2 separate regions of the Macaca mulatta genome follow, and region 1 is linked to region 2. The links are chromatin contacts, called in public Hi-C maps. All regions are on one chromosome and are shown on one strand. The core of a region is the stretch at or near the end of the contact, and the rest is flanking DNA. Distances in the headings are between cores, read along the strand shown.

Region 1 (6,564 bases), core at 3,256-5,755, 260 kb after region 2:
TGCATCTCTCGCAAAGAGGGGTGGGGAGGGTGGGGGACAAAACATTTTTGTGGCTTAGTATCTAAACATTCAAGTAATTAAGTCAGTTGCTCTGTCAGAATTGACTTGAAAGTCAAAGGTTCTTGAGCACAAAACATAAGGTTTGCATTTCTTTATAAATACCTACAGGAATAAGAAAAAACATAGAAAATGCCACAATTAAATTCATTTGGGGCTTTTCTGAATCCCAGATATTTAAGAAAAATAGTTTGCTATATTGAGGGAAGCAGGTGCAGACAGTCTGGACCTCTGGCTACCTACAGCAGGTCTCTTTTGAGGTGCCAAATATTAGATGAAGAGAGGCAAAGCCCAATTCAGGGCACAGAATGAAGACTTTGATGGCAAGGATTTTTAACTTTGCTATATTTGCTGCTGTTGAACCTTTATGCCTTGAGAAAGTCACACATCTGGGTTGTAATAGTGGGCTACCTCACAGGGCGCCAGGAAAGAACAACTTAGAAGGGTTTCATTTTTAGATATAAGAAGAAAATCTTATGTAAATCGTGATATATTTTATGCTTGTGACGGCAGAGCATACCGCAGGTATTCAAGACAGGAAACCCTTCCTTTCATTTTCAGAACTGTATGACTTGAGCTTTGTCAGTTTCTATTTGGTTTCCCACAGAACATCTCTGTCTTTATCTGAGGTCAGGGTTGGGGAGAGGTATGTGGTGGGTGAGGGGAAAGAAGTATCCGTGAGGGAGGGGTAGTCATATCCCCAGCATCTGACCACAGGGCCACTTGCCTACCTGTCATGCAGTCCATGACCCCTGCTAGTAAGCCAGAAGCACCCAGAGAGCACATGGAATCTGTCTTGCCACTCTCCTTTACTCACTCCTGCCCTGTTCCTCCTGATACCATTCCACCTGGGGTCTGTGACCCCCTCCCTTGATCCTGCTAGCCCGGACTTGGCACTGGACTTCGAATCTCTAGAGTTCAGATCCCCAACCTCTGCCTCTCGGACCTCCATGGAGCCAGTGAAGGGGATTTCCTCTAGAGCTTCTGTCCTGCAGAATCCAAACCAACCAAACTGGTGCCATATTCCCAACCCCAAGAGAAAGATTTGGGCAGATTCAACGCATCACTGCTGGGGTCTCCTCCAACTTTTCAGGTTAAAGGCCATGTCAATAGAGCATTGATTCTATGATAACTGAATCCCATTTGCCACGCCATTTAAAAAAACCCATTTATTGTCAATACTTTATTGTCAATTTAAGGCAATGCTTGTTATTTAATGATATTCAACAACAAATGTTTATGGCGAACCTACTATGTACTATGAAAACTTAGGTATAATGTCACTAAATACTCATAGCAACATTGCAAGATTTTCAAAAGAGGCAGCAAAGGATTAAGAAGATTAACTTGCCCAAGGTCACATAGCTAATACGTGGCAAAGCCAAGTTTTGATGCCAACTTACTCTATACCCTGCTGCCTTCTTCTATAGTTACTAAGTGCTTAGTTATTTACAAGGTATATTTCCAACCTCTTAAAAACTCAAGCTACATTAGGGCTTCTGGGGAGCCCCTCATCAGTGACTCCATGGGACCTGCTCCAAGAAAGCTAATATTTCAGAACCTGTTAATTACTCAAGGGCTTTTGAGAAAGGTGGTCAGCTTCTAGTAGGAATGAAGCACTGCTTCGGTCCCTTTGAAGGGTCTAACAGGAAATAACTTGCTTCAGCCTCAACTGCTGAGAGACATAGTCAAGTGGATACACTCAACAGGTTTAGAATAACACATTCCTCAAGTACTCTGAGTTTCTAACCAACAATGAAAACATTCCATGCTTAGACTTCTCTTTCTAGACACTCACTGACAGTGACATTAGAATTAGGTGGTTTTTATGTATAGATTTCGTATGGCAAAACTCTTCATGGTGACTTAATCTGGAAACTCCATGGTGGCTGGGGTTTGGCTATCTGGAAGACTTTGATGGGATTCTTGTCTCCTCTGCTAGTACTGACTGCCGCCTGTCTGTGGGACTGAGAGTCCCTCTCCTTCTCTCTAAGTTGAAACCCTCTTTCCTCCATTCTTTTGACTTTATTGCAAACACTCTACTCCGTGACTATTGGCAAATGTGTCTTTTTATTAATTCCTCTCTCCTTGCTAGGCAGGGCCAGCTCATAGGTGTGAGACATGGACCCCGGAGCCCCACACTTAAGAGGGCTCAGTGCTTAGTTTAATGCTTGGCTGTCACTGGCTTGAAATTCATAATAATTTTTGAAGAAGGGGCCTCACCTTTTTACTTTTGCACTGGGCCACACAGATCATATAGCCAGTCCTGCTCCTTGCTGTGGACATGGAAACAGGGAGGATACTCACACCATACAATGTATGACTGGATGGTGTACCTGTTCTCCTCCCCTCTGGAACTGGGCAGGCATTTTCCCATAGAGACAATCCATAAAGGCAGATGATGCCAACCATAACTCCATCCTCCTTAGCCTCAGTTCCTTCATTTCTAAAATGGGGACCGTGGCACTTACCCTTGCATGTTATTATGAGCAATGAGTGGGATGATGTATAAAGTACTTATCAGAGTGTCTGGTATACATCAGTGCTTGCTCAATGAAATCCATGGGAGATAGCAGTTGCAGGAAACAGAGCTTGAACTCTGGAGTGAAGAGCTAGGTCAGAAATTAAATTAGCCCCATTGCCTAAAAAATACATGACTTTTGTTAGTTGACTTGGTGTCTTCCAGCGTCAGTTCCTTTATCTGTAAATGGGAATGCTAATGTTTATCTTGTAAGGTTGTTTTGTGATTTAAATAATTTAATGTATTTAAAAACCCTAGTTCACCACTTGGCATCTAGGAGGAGCTAAAAAATGAAACAGTTCTTAGTCAGGTTTCCCTTTAACAATATTGCTAGGAGGAGCTAAAAAAATTATAACAGTTCTTAGTTAGGTTCCCCTTTAACACTATTGCTACACTTAAAACAACCAATTTGGCCAGGAGTGGTGGCTCACACCTGTAATCCCAGCACTTTGGGAGGCTAAGGCAGGTAAATCACTTGAGGTCAGGAGTTCAAGATCAGGCTTAACAACATGGTGAAACCCCATCTTTACTAAAAATATGAAAAAAAATTAGCCAGGCATGGTGGTGCATGCCTTTAATCCCACCTACTCGGGAGGCTGTGATATGAAAATCACCTGAACCCAAGAGGCAAAGGCTGCATTGAGCCAAGATCACACCACTGCACTCCAGCCTGGGCGACAGAATGACTCTTTCTAAAAAAAAAAAAAACAAAAACAAACAAACAAAAAAACACGACCAAAAATACCCCTTAAAAAGAAAACAATTCATTTGCAAATGATGTTTGGGATATGACCATTAATAAGTTCTTATATATTATACAACTTCCTGTATACTGTATCACCTGTGAAATGTAACCACCTTGTATGTTAAAATAATTTTGTAAAACATATTTGAGCACTATTTTTCCTTTTCTTTTGCTAGACTATGAGTTCCTTGAAGGCAGGGGCCATGTCTTATGCGCCCTTTATTCCAGATCACTTTCAAACACTTCAGAATCTCAATTGAATCGAATTTCTCTTTTGTTCTTATGCCAACAGTGAGATGATAATCTCCCTAACATTCCTCAATTAGCAATTAATAATTAGCCTGTCGATAACTAGGAGATAGACAGGGCAAAAAATAACCCCATCTCTGCCCTGAAAGGTCTTTTCTTTTTTGTCCATCACACATGGCTCATATTCCTGCCTCCTCGGTTCTCGTTCTTGCTCCGTTAACGAAACTATTCCCTCAGGGAACATAACTTGGTTTTCTGGAATCTACTATCCTCCCTGGTAACAACCTATATAGAGAGGCCATGGAGGAAGAATTTCCTGAAACCCCAACATTTGAGTCATAATTTGATGCCTTTTAGGATTCAAAGAGGCCTCAGACCTGTGACTTTTAAACATTTGGGGAGTATAGGTTCCTTTAAGAATCTTCTGATAGTTATGGACATTCTCTGCAGAAAAATACATTCAATACCTTAGTACAATTTCAAGGTGTTCTCAAAACCCCTGAAGCCCTTGGGTCCCAGATTAAGAATTCTTGTTAGAATAGCCAAGAAAATGGAATCAGCAATGTGAATGATTCCGGTTTCCTGGTAAGTTCTAGCCCTGACTAGTCACTCTCCCTTGCTGAAAACAAAACAAAACAAAACAGAACAAAACACAGCAATGACAACTCCCAAGATTTAACCTCAAGGTTATCCCTGAGAGTCCAAACCTGGGCAGTAATGGCAAAGGGCTTTCAGCCAAGCAGTAACTACTCTTTGGAGAACCTAAGTTAAGCTGAGTAAAATAAGCCTTGTTTGATAATACCGTTTACATTTCCAAATCCTGGGTATCAAGCTTTCTTCCTATCCCTTGCGGCCCTTCCTAAGTTTAGCCGCTGGTGTAATGGGGTAACCATGGCAACAACCACCTGCCTATTTAAAACCATCTCCAATGCTAAATAAGGAAGCCTGAAGAAAATGGCTGCTTGCCTGCCTCTCAGTGGACAAATTGGGCACTCCTGGGTATTTTAGACATGGGCGAATAGGCAGGGTAGAAGCAGTATGTATGCAAAGCTCCTCATAGGAAGCATTTGGTGACCTGGTGAAATAGGTGCTACTTCAGCCCTTCTGTCTTCAGATGTTAGGAAAGCACACAGGTTTACGTGCAAATCCGTGTGCCTGTCACCACGTCACCCATGCTACCTTGACCTCAGTCAGGTGAAGAGTGAGGTGAGAACCTACCCTCAAAGAGTAGTCTTGTTTATGGGATCTCGGAAGGGAGAAGGAAAAACAGTTCTACAGATCACAGTGAATTTGTTCATACTTTGCATTAAAATGCACACTACAATCTTTTTTTTTTTTTTTTCTGACTGATGTGTCTTTCTAATTGTACTTAATCATGTGGGTGATGGATGATTGCTCTATTTATGTCATATGTTGGCCTGACTATTGATTTTTGGCATATGGAGAAATTTCTCCCTCCCTCTGCTTCCTTGCTTTCTGGGAATTACAGAGGTTTGGTTTCTTTCCCCTGCCGAGACCATACAACTGATCACACTGAACATCTTGCTCTTCCACAGTATACTGTACCCTCTCACTCCTTCGTATCTTTTCGTACATTTGCTTCCTTCTCCCTGAGTTGCCCTCCTCTTTTTCTGTGCCTTGGTTCAGTCATCTCTGTCACTGGAAAACCCTCCATGCCACGTTTCATGTCCTTGGTTTTTGCTCCCATAGGTCACTTCTAGTCACATCCCTTAACACAAACCATTCTGCACATCTGCTTGCCAGCCTGTTTCCAGCACCGGGCTGTGAGTCCCCTACATGGGTCTGTCCAAAACGCCTGTAGAACAGTGCCTGGTGTGCATTATGTTTTCAAAAGATCTGTTGAATGAATGGATGAATGAATGAACAGAGCCCCACGGCTTTCACAAGTGTATGGTACATGTGCATGAGTACGTATAAGGATACTTGTGTGAGGCCGGGTGCGGTGGCTCAAGTCTGTAATTCCAGCACTTTGGGAGCCTGAGGTGGGCAGATCACTTGAGGTCAGGAGTTCGAGACCAGCCTGGCCAAGATGGTGAAACCCTGTCTCTACTAAAAATACAAAAATCAGCCGGGTGTGGTAGCGGGCACCTGTAATCCCAGCTAGTTGGGAGGCTGAGACGGGAGAATCACTTGACTCAGGAGGTGGAGGTTGCAGTGAGCCGAGATTGCCCCACGGCACTCCAGGCTGAGCAACAGAGTGAGATGCCACTGAAAAAAAAAAAAAAAAGGTACTTGTGTGGAAAGAGGACTTTAAAAGTCTGAGGAATGAGTTGAAGAGGAGTACTTTTTAAAAAAGTGGTTTGTGTATATCTGGGAGTGCAAAAGGCTGTTAGAGGAGATCACCTGAACTGTACGTTTGTGACTACAGTGTCAGGGGCTGGAAGTACACGTGTTCCTAGCGTGCAGTGAGTGTGTAGAGTCTGTGCGTGTGAGAGCAAGAAGACGCTGTGATAGGATGCACTTCCTAAAAGGTTCATTCGGCTACTATCACATCTCATAGATCAGTCTTCCTGAAGCTGCAGTGTTCAATATCTGACCTCTGAAAAGATCTCCTTATTGGTTGACCTCTCAGGCTGTGGGGTCAGGACAAAGAGTGAAAATGGCAAGTGCTGAAAATGATGGGTACAGGCTTTAAATGAATGTCTTCAGTGAACACTCTAACCTCTCTTTTAAAGACAATTCTTGCTTGTAATCCCAGCACTTTGGGAGGCCGAGGCAGGTGGATCACTTGAGGTCAGGGGTTTGAGACCAGCTGGCCAACATAGTGAAACCCCATCTCTACTAAAAATACAAAAGTTAGCTGGGCATGATGGCGCACGCCTGTAGTCCCAGCTACTCAGGAGGCTGAGGCAGGAGAAAGGTTTGAACCTGGGAGGAGGAGGTTGCAGTGAGACAAGATTGTGCCACTGCACTCTGGCCTGGGTGACAGAGTGAGATTCTGTCTCATAGATAAAAAAATAAAATAAAATAA
Region 2 (6,547 bases), core at 1,825-4,324:
GGCTAAGAGTTGCCCTTCTTTTTTTTAAGACACCTGGTGAATATTCCCTCCTCTCGCTTGTGTTTTATTTCAGCCTGTCTGCCCTAGGGCTCCTCCATGGTTCTGATCGATCGGCCCCACCACTATCCTGGTTCTTACCCTTTTTCCAGAAAAAGAGATATTCCTTGAGGTTACCAAATCGGTTCTCCTCAACTCTCCATCTCCAGCCAACACCTGTCACCCAACGCTGCCCTGTGTTACCCCATTTACCACCAGTAACTTTTTTTTTTTTTCCTGAGACAGAGTCTTACTCTGTCTCCTAGGCTGGAGTGCAATGGCGTGATCTCAGCTCACCGCAACCTCTGCCTCCCGGGTTCAAGCGATTCTCCTGTCTCAACCTCCCAAGTAGCTGGGATTACAGGCCCCCACCACCACAGCTGGCTAATTTTTGTATTTTTAGTAGAGACGGGATTTCACCATGTTGGTCAGGCTGATCTTGAACTCCTGACCTCAAGTGATCCACCCGCCTCGGCCTCCCAAAGTGCTGGGATTACAGAAGTGAGCTACTACCAGTAACTTCTATAAAGCTCAACAAGGATAAAGTCAAGGGCAAATCTTCTCCCTCAAACCAACTTCTTTCTTTCTTCTCATCTTTAATAGGTCCACTGCCAGCATCCAGGAGCCCAGGCTTGCAGTCAACGACTCTTCCTTTCCCGTTAACTCCCGTAGTCTGTCATTCATAAATTCCTATTTGTCCTTTCTTCCAAATGCCTCTTGCATTTCTTACTTTTCCGTCACTCTGTCTGCCTTCATCCTAGCCCAGAGCCTGCCCCTGGGCTGGTCTCCCTATAGACTTTTCCTTTTCCAAACTATCATTCTACTCCATTCATCTATGCCTTCATTCATCAGAAGAGCATTTGTGGAGCACTTAGTGCCAGACACTGCACTAGACACTAGATGCACCCATAACACAGACATGGTCCAGCTGGGGAGACAGGTAATTGACAAGCACCTACAGTGTCTTGCGGTGAGTGTGATGATGGAGGAAGCCCTTAGCTGGGACCGTAATCCAGATGGGGAGACGTGTTAGGGGAGGCCTACATACTCCTACTGGTTTCATTGTCCTAAACACCTTTATCCTGTTTCAACTAAAATTGGCCTTCTCTTACTTTTGTTCCTTTGGGTTCAAACTTTGTAACCTGAGATTCTAAGGCCTTCCTTGTCAACCCAGCCCCATTTTCAGGACCTCTAGTGGAAGAGTTAGTAGTAATAATGATAGTAGTGATAGCAAACCTTCATTAAGCTTATTTATTTTAAATAATAGGCCCTCTTCTAAGTACTTTTCTTATGTTAACTCTCCACAACATTCTCTATGAAGGAGGCACAGGTACTATGATTAGCACCACTTACAGAAGGGGAAACCGAGGCATGAGTGCTAAAAGGCAGAATCTGGGTTCAAATCCAGGTGATATGGCTCCCAGGTTGGCATGTGACGATGACACCATTGTGTGTCAGTGTAACCTGGCCGTGTGGACTTCAGACTCTCTACCATACACCTTAAGTTCTCCCCAAAGACCTTTTTTTTTGTGGTCCCCTCTTCCCTGAGAATGCCCTTCTCTTTCTTATCAAACGCTATAGAAGGCTTTGTTTACATATAAAAATAGAGCCGCCTTCTGTGGAAAAGGAACTTGGTCTGGACTCAGTTTGATGTTCAAATCTTGTTTCTGGCTGCCAAATCCCTTCTTCTCCCTGACTCTCAATTCTTCCATCTCTGCAATGGGAATATTACTATTCTCCTCACACAGCCATTCTGAGTATGATGTGAGAATAATGCATGTGAGTGTGCTTGGAAAACTGCAGTCCCATACAAATGTACAGGAATCAACATCATTTTTTTCCTCTGGCTTCTCAAAATAAGAATGTTGTTATACAGTCTGAATATCACTAGAGCAAAGTTTGCTTATACATTCCATTGGGCATATGACTATCTTTCTATACCTCAGCTTCATCATCTAGGAAATGGGCATAATACCAGCTGCTTTATTGAAAATGTTTGGGAATTTAATGAATTTTCTTTCTTTTTTTTTTTTTTGAGACAGAGTCTCACTCTGTTGCCCAGACTGGAGTGCAATGGTGTGACCTTGGCTCACTGCAGCCTCTGCCTCCTGGGTTCAAGTGATTCCCCTGCCTCAGTTTCCTTTGTAGCTCGGATTACAGATATGAGCCACCATGCCCGACTAATTTTTGTGTTTTTAGTAGAAACAAGGCTTCACCACGTTGGCCAGGCAGGTCTCAAACTCCTGGCCTCAAGAGATCTGCCCGCCTTGGCCTCCCAAGTGCTGGGATTACAGGCGTAGGCCACCACGCCCCGCCAACAATAGTGTCTTAAAAGAATTAGATGCATAATAAGCATTGAAGAATGTGTTGCCTGTCTCCCCCAAACCTTGGCTTTTCTCTAGCTGCTGGGGATGAATCAGTTTTGATTCTCATTAGAAGGGTCCCGTCCAGAATCATGCCTTCTCTCTTCTTCCGTTCTTTTAATAAATGAATGACACCTGTATTCTTGGAGCTTCTGATTTAATTCAGCATCAACACTGAAATATTTGTTTACCAAAGAAAAATACTTTCCAAGCTCCTTTGACTGTGTCATCCACATGCGCCACCACCAGCAGCCCAAAGCCAGTTCTGAAGCAGCAGAACATTTTTCGAGCATAACAGCACTCTGTGACCCTCGGAGTGCTTGTTCAGCTGAAATTACTTGTGTCTGGCACAGACCTTCTCTTTTGATTTTGGCAGGACTTCAGGGAGTGAAAAAGCTGGGTTAGTGTTAGGGCTGGGATTAGAATTTGGTACTCAACAGATCATACTGTTAACACTTCTCCTCTTTGCTAACTTTATGAAGTTCAAGAAAAGCTTTCTGGGGAATGGCACCAATTTATTTGCCAAAGCTGAGATGGGCCAAGGAAGATGTAGTCAGCATTTGGAATCTCCTTGCCTAGGGTTTAACAGCCAAGGAGGGAAGAAGGATGTGCTGGGGAGCTGGGGAATAGGGGCCATGTGGGTAGTGCTAGAAGGATTTGGGATGCTGAACAGGCTTGGCTCTTTGCAGTTCCACCCCCACAACATCTCTCAAGCCATGCGCTGTCCTCTGCTCTAGCACAGCACCCTGTCCTGATCCTTATCATCCTCACCAACTATAGCAATACTCTCTGTTACGCCTCCTTGCCCCTCTTGTCTGTCCTGAGCACTGCTGCCAGTTTTTAAATTCTTATGCTTAGAAACATTCAAGGCTCCCCAGTGCTTGTCAAATAAGAGCCTCATCTTTTAGCACAATGCTCAAGGCTCCCCAGTGCTTGTCAAATAAGAGCCTCATCTTTTAGCACAATGCTCAAGGCTCCCCACAAGCAGGTCCCAAGCTCCACTTCTGCCCTTGTTTCTTCCTTCACCTTCCACGAAGCCTCTGACACCTACCAGCTAGATATGTGCCATCCCCCAGACATGCCATGTCCATACCAGTCTGTGAGCCTTTGCACGGACTGGTCCCTCAGCCTAGATTATCCTCCCCTAGTTCCCATCTTTGCCTAGTAGATTCTTTCTCATCCTCGAGGGCCCAGGTCAAATATTGCTTCTTCTGTGAGGCTTCTCTCAACTCTTCCAGGCAAAGCTGATGTTTCAAGCTCATCCATGGGACTTGTGTACTGCACTCATTTGTGTCTGCCACGAGGGGACCTTGGGGACAGAACAATGCCTTATTTATAATTATGTGTCTTCTACACCACATCAAGTGCCTTGTTCAGTGTCTGTTACTTTATCTGAGTTTTTGAAAGCAGGTGGGACAATCTCTGTTGATACCAGGGAGACACCTGCTCAGTTTTTGGCTGTGTCAGGTTGACTGGTTCTGCTTTCTTTATTTTTATTTTTAATATTTTTGAGACAGGGTCTTCTCTGTCGCCCAGGCTAGAGTACAGTGGTGCAATCTCGGCTCACTGCAACCTCCACCTCCCAGGCTCAAGAGATCCTCCCACCTCAGCCTCTGGAGTAGCTGGGACCACAGGCGCACACCACCACACTTGGCTGGCTAATTTTATTTACTTTTAGTAAAGAAGGGGTTTCACCATGTTGCCCAGGCTTGTTTTCTTTTCTTTTCTTTCTTTTCTTTTTCTTTTTTTTTTCTGAGACAAAGTATGACTCTGTCACCCAGGCTGGAGTGCAGTGGCGCAATCTCGGCTCACTGTAACCTCCGCCTCCCGGGTTCAAGCAATTCTTCTGTCTCAGCCTCCTGAGTAGCTGGGATGATAGGCACGCACCACCATGCCTGGCTAATTTTTGTATTTTTAATAGAGACGGGATTTCACCCTATTGGTCAGGCCGGTCTCAAACTCCTGACCTCAGGTGATCTACCCACCTCGGCCTCCCAAAGTGCTGGAATTACAAGCGTGAGACACTGTGCCTGGCTTCAGGCTTGCTTTCTTTAATCTCCAGAATAAAGCAGTGCACTGGGTAATGGGTCCTGGATAAACATCTCCTTGTTGGCCACAGGTAACTGCTCCCTACAAATATGTCATCTCTGAGAAGATGTCCCAGCTGGCAAGGATTTTTGGCTCAGTTGAGCTCCCAAGGGTTATCCCTATTATGTGGCAGACCTTCTGTTAGGTTCTGCAGAGATATGCATAATTGTGAGACTCTGTCCCTGCCATGGATGTCCTCACAGCTTAGTGAGGAAGACACACACACACACACACACACACACACACACACACACAAGGCATGAACCTTGATGGGGTTCTCAGCTAAGCCTGGGAGCAACAGGGTAGGTTTCTTGGAGGAGGTGAAAACTGAACTGAATATTAAAGGTTGTATAGGAGTTAGATGGACAAAGGCAGTAAGTATAACCAATATAGCTTCAAGCTACCATTAGCATTCAGAACTGAAAAATTATGGTGGTGTAGGGAAGGGGATCAGTTGAAGAAAGATAGAGATATTGATAGAGAAGATGATATATGAGCTGGGCTTTGAAAGATGAGAGGGCTTTGGATAGAGAGAGATATGAATAGGATACAGGTTGAAAAACAATCTGGGCAAAGGAACAGTATAAACAAAGGCATAGAGGAGGGATGCAGCTTGCTTTAAGTGATCAGCTCCAAAACAGTTATCACTGGAACGTTAGCTGAGAGATGAATCATGATGAGAGATGGGGCTGGAGGGAGGCAAGGGTCTAGGTTATGAAGGGTCTAAATGTCTCCAGAGTAACTTAGGGTGATGTGATGAGCATACTTTTTAGCTAGATTCTGATGATCTCCTATTAACAGTGGTGTTGGCAGAACTGGGAGATAGAAGGCCTGAGGAATTGGTCAGCTCTAATATTAACCAGCAAGACTGCTGCAGGTTAATCACTTCTTTCATCTTCTCTGTTCTTACATTAAGATCATTAAGCTGACTCACCTGTTGGTAGCCGAGTCAATATTAAAGCAACCCAGGGCCCTGCAATGCTGCAATGCTGTCCAAGGACAAAGCATGAACCTCTCTCTCAAAAAATAATCAGTTAAACATCTCTCCCCTGAAAGAACAGCCCCAGCACTCCTTTCCAGGCTAGTTTGTTCTTAGAAAGTAAAGTTCCCTATGTCAAACATTTCTGATGGGTCAGAGACACGTTGGGAATCGAGAGGCCCCCGGAGCCTCCTACACATGGGCTACAGGAGTCTTAGGCCAGAGCCCAAAGGAGAGGGATGTGATACTGTCCTTTGGACTTGGAGGAAACTCAAGTTGTTCCAGGAATTCTCTCTCTGCTCTAAGCCCCAGGCTCTGCCAGAAATGAAGATCTATTGGAATGTGGGAATCCTGACAGGGGTCTGGCAAACAAGGTGCATGGCAGTCGTGGGGTCCTTGACTTTGGGTTTAATATTGAGCTCCTACGCAAAACATGTAAGAAAGGCCTCCTGCTTAGCTGCCAAATAAATAGCTCTTGTGAAAACTGCCGCCTTTCAAGGCCTATTTTCGGTGAGTGTGGGAATTCAGATGGGTGAACCTGGCCTCTATAGGTGCAACTGGAATCTTCAAGTTTAACACTCATTGATAACCCACACTGAGCTTCCCTCATTACCAAAACCTGTGCATCTCTGATGATGACCCAGAGGAAGAGTCCTGGCCTTGCATCAGTAACTGCCTAGGGCAGGCACAAAGGTTCTCCTAGCTACCCCAAGCTCTGGGGCCTGATTAGAAATGCCTTCTGGAGTCCGCCTCAAGTTCATCCAAGAAATTCTGCTTCAGTGCCTACTGTGTGCTGAGCACCAATATGACTGTGGAGAAATGCAACTGCAGACAAGATCTAGTCTCTGCTTTCAAAAAGCATACTATCTAATTGCCACAAGAGAGGTAGGGAAAAGGACTTCTCGGTTGTAACTCTTGTCTTTGTACATGCTGAAAATTCTGCCTCCGTACGACTTAAACAAAGAAAGAGGCATCGATAGGCACAACAGGGGCCAGTGGCCAGGGGCTAGCGGCTCAGGACCTAGGTCTTCTCTTTCTGGGTTGATGCCATTCTCAGACAGGCTTTACCCTTGTGGTTGCA

Evidence for each region. A called contact is a pair of places that touch in the nucleus more often than the background predicts.
Region 1: a contact with region 2 is called in a Hi-C map of cortical neurons, with 3 times the contacts expected there. The contact joins two enhancer-like sites. A contact is called at or near these places in 4 of 14 Hi-C or Micro-C datasets (CD4 T cells, blood, cortical neurons and 1 more).

Annotation. Positions count from the first base shown.
Region 1 is chr2:98,414,831-98,421,394 of T2T-MMU8v2.0, forward strand. All of the region lies in intron 19 of DGKG (diacylglycerol kinase gamma), which reads right to left. Among named protein-coding and RNA genes, the nearest start is that of DGKG, 120 kb to the right of the region's middle. Within about 2 kb of position 4,506, at least 10 of the 40 cell types and tissues checked have an H3K27ac peak or open chromatin away from gene starts, as enhancers often do. A contact at or near this core is called in cortical neurons, where this site is marked.
Region 2 is chr2:98,155,712-98,162,258 of T2T-MMU8v2.0, forward strand. No RefSeq gene overlaps it. Among named protein-coding and RNA genes, the nearest start is that of TRA2B, 54 kb to the left of the region's middle. Within about 2 kb of position 3,075, at least 5 of the 40 cell types and tissues checked have an H3K27ac peak or open chromatin away from gene starts, as enhancers often do. A contact at or near this core is called in cortical neurons, where this site is marked.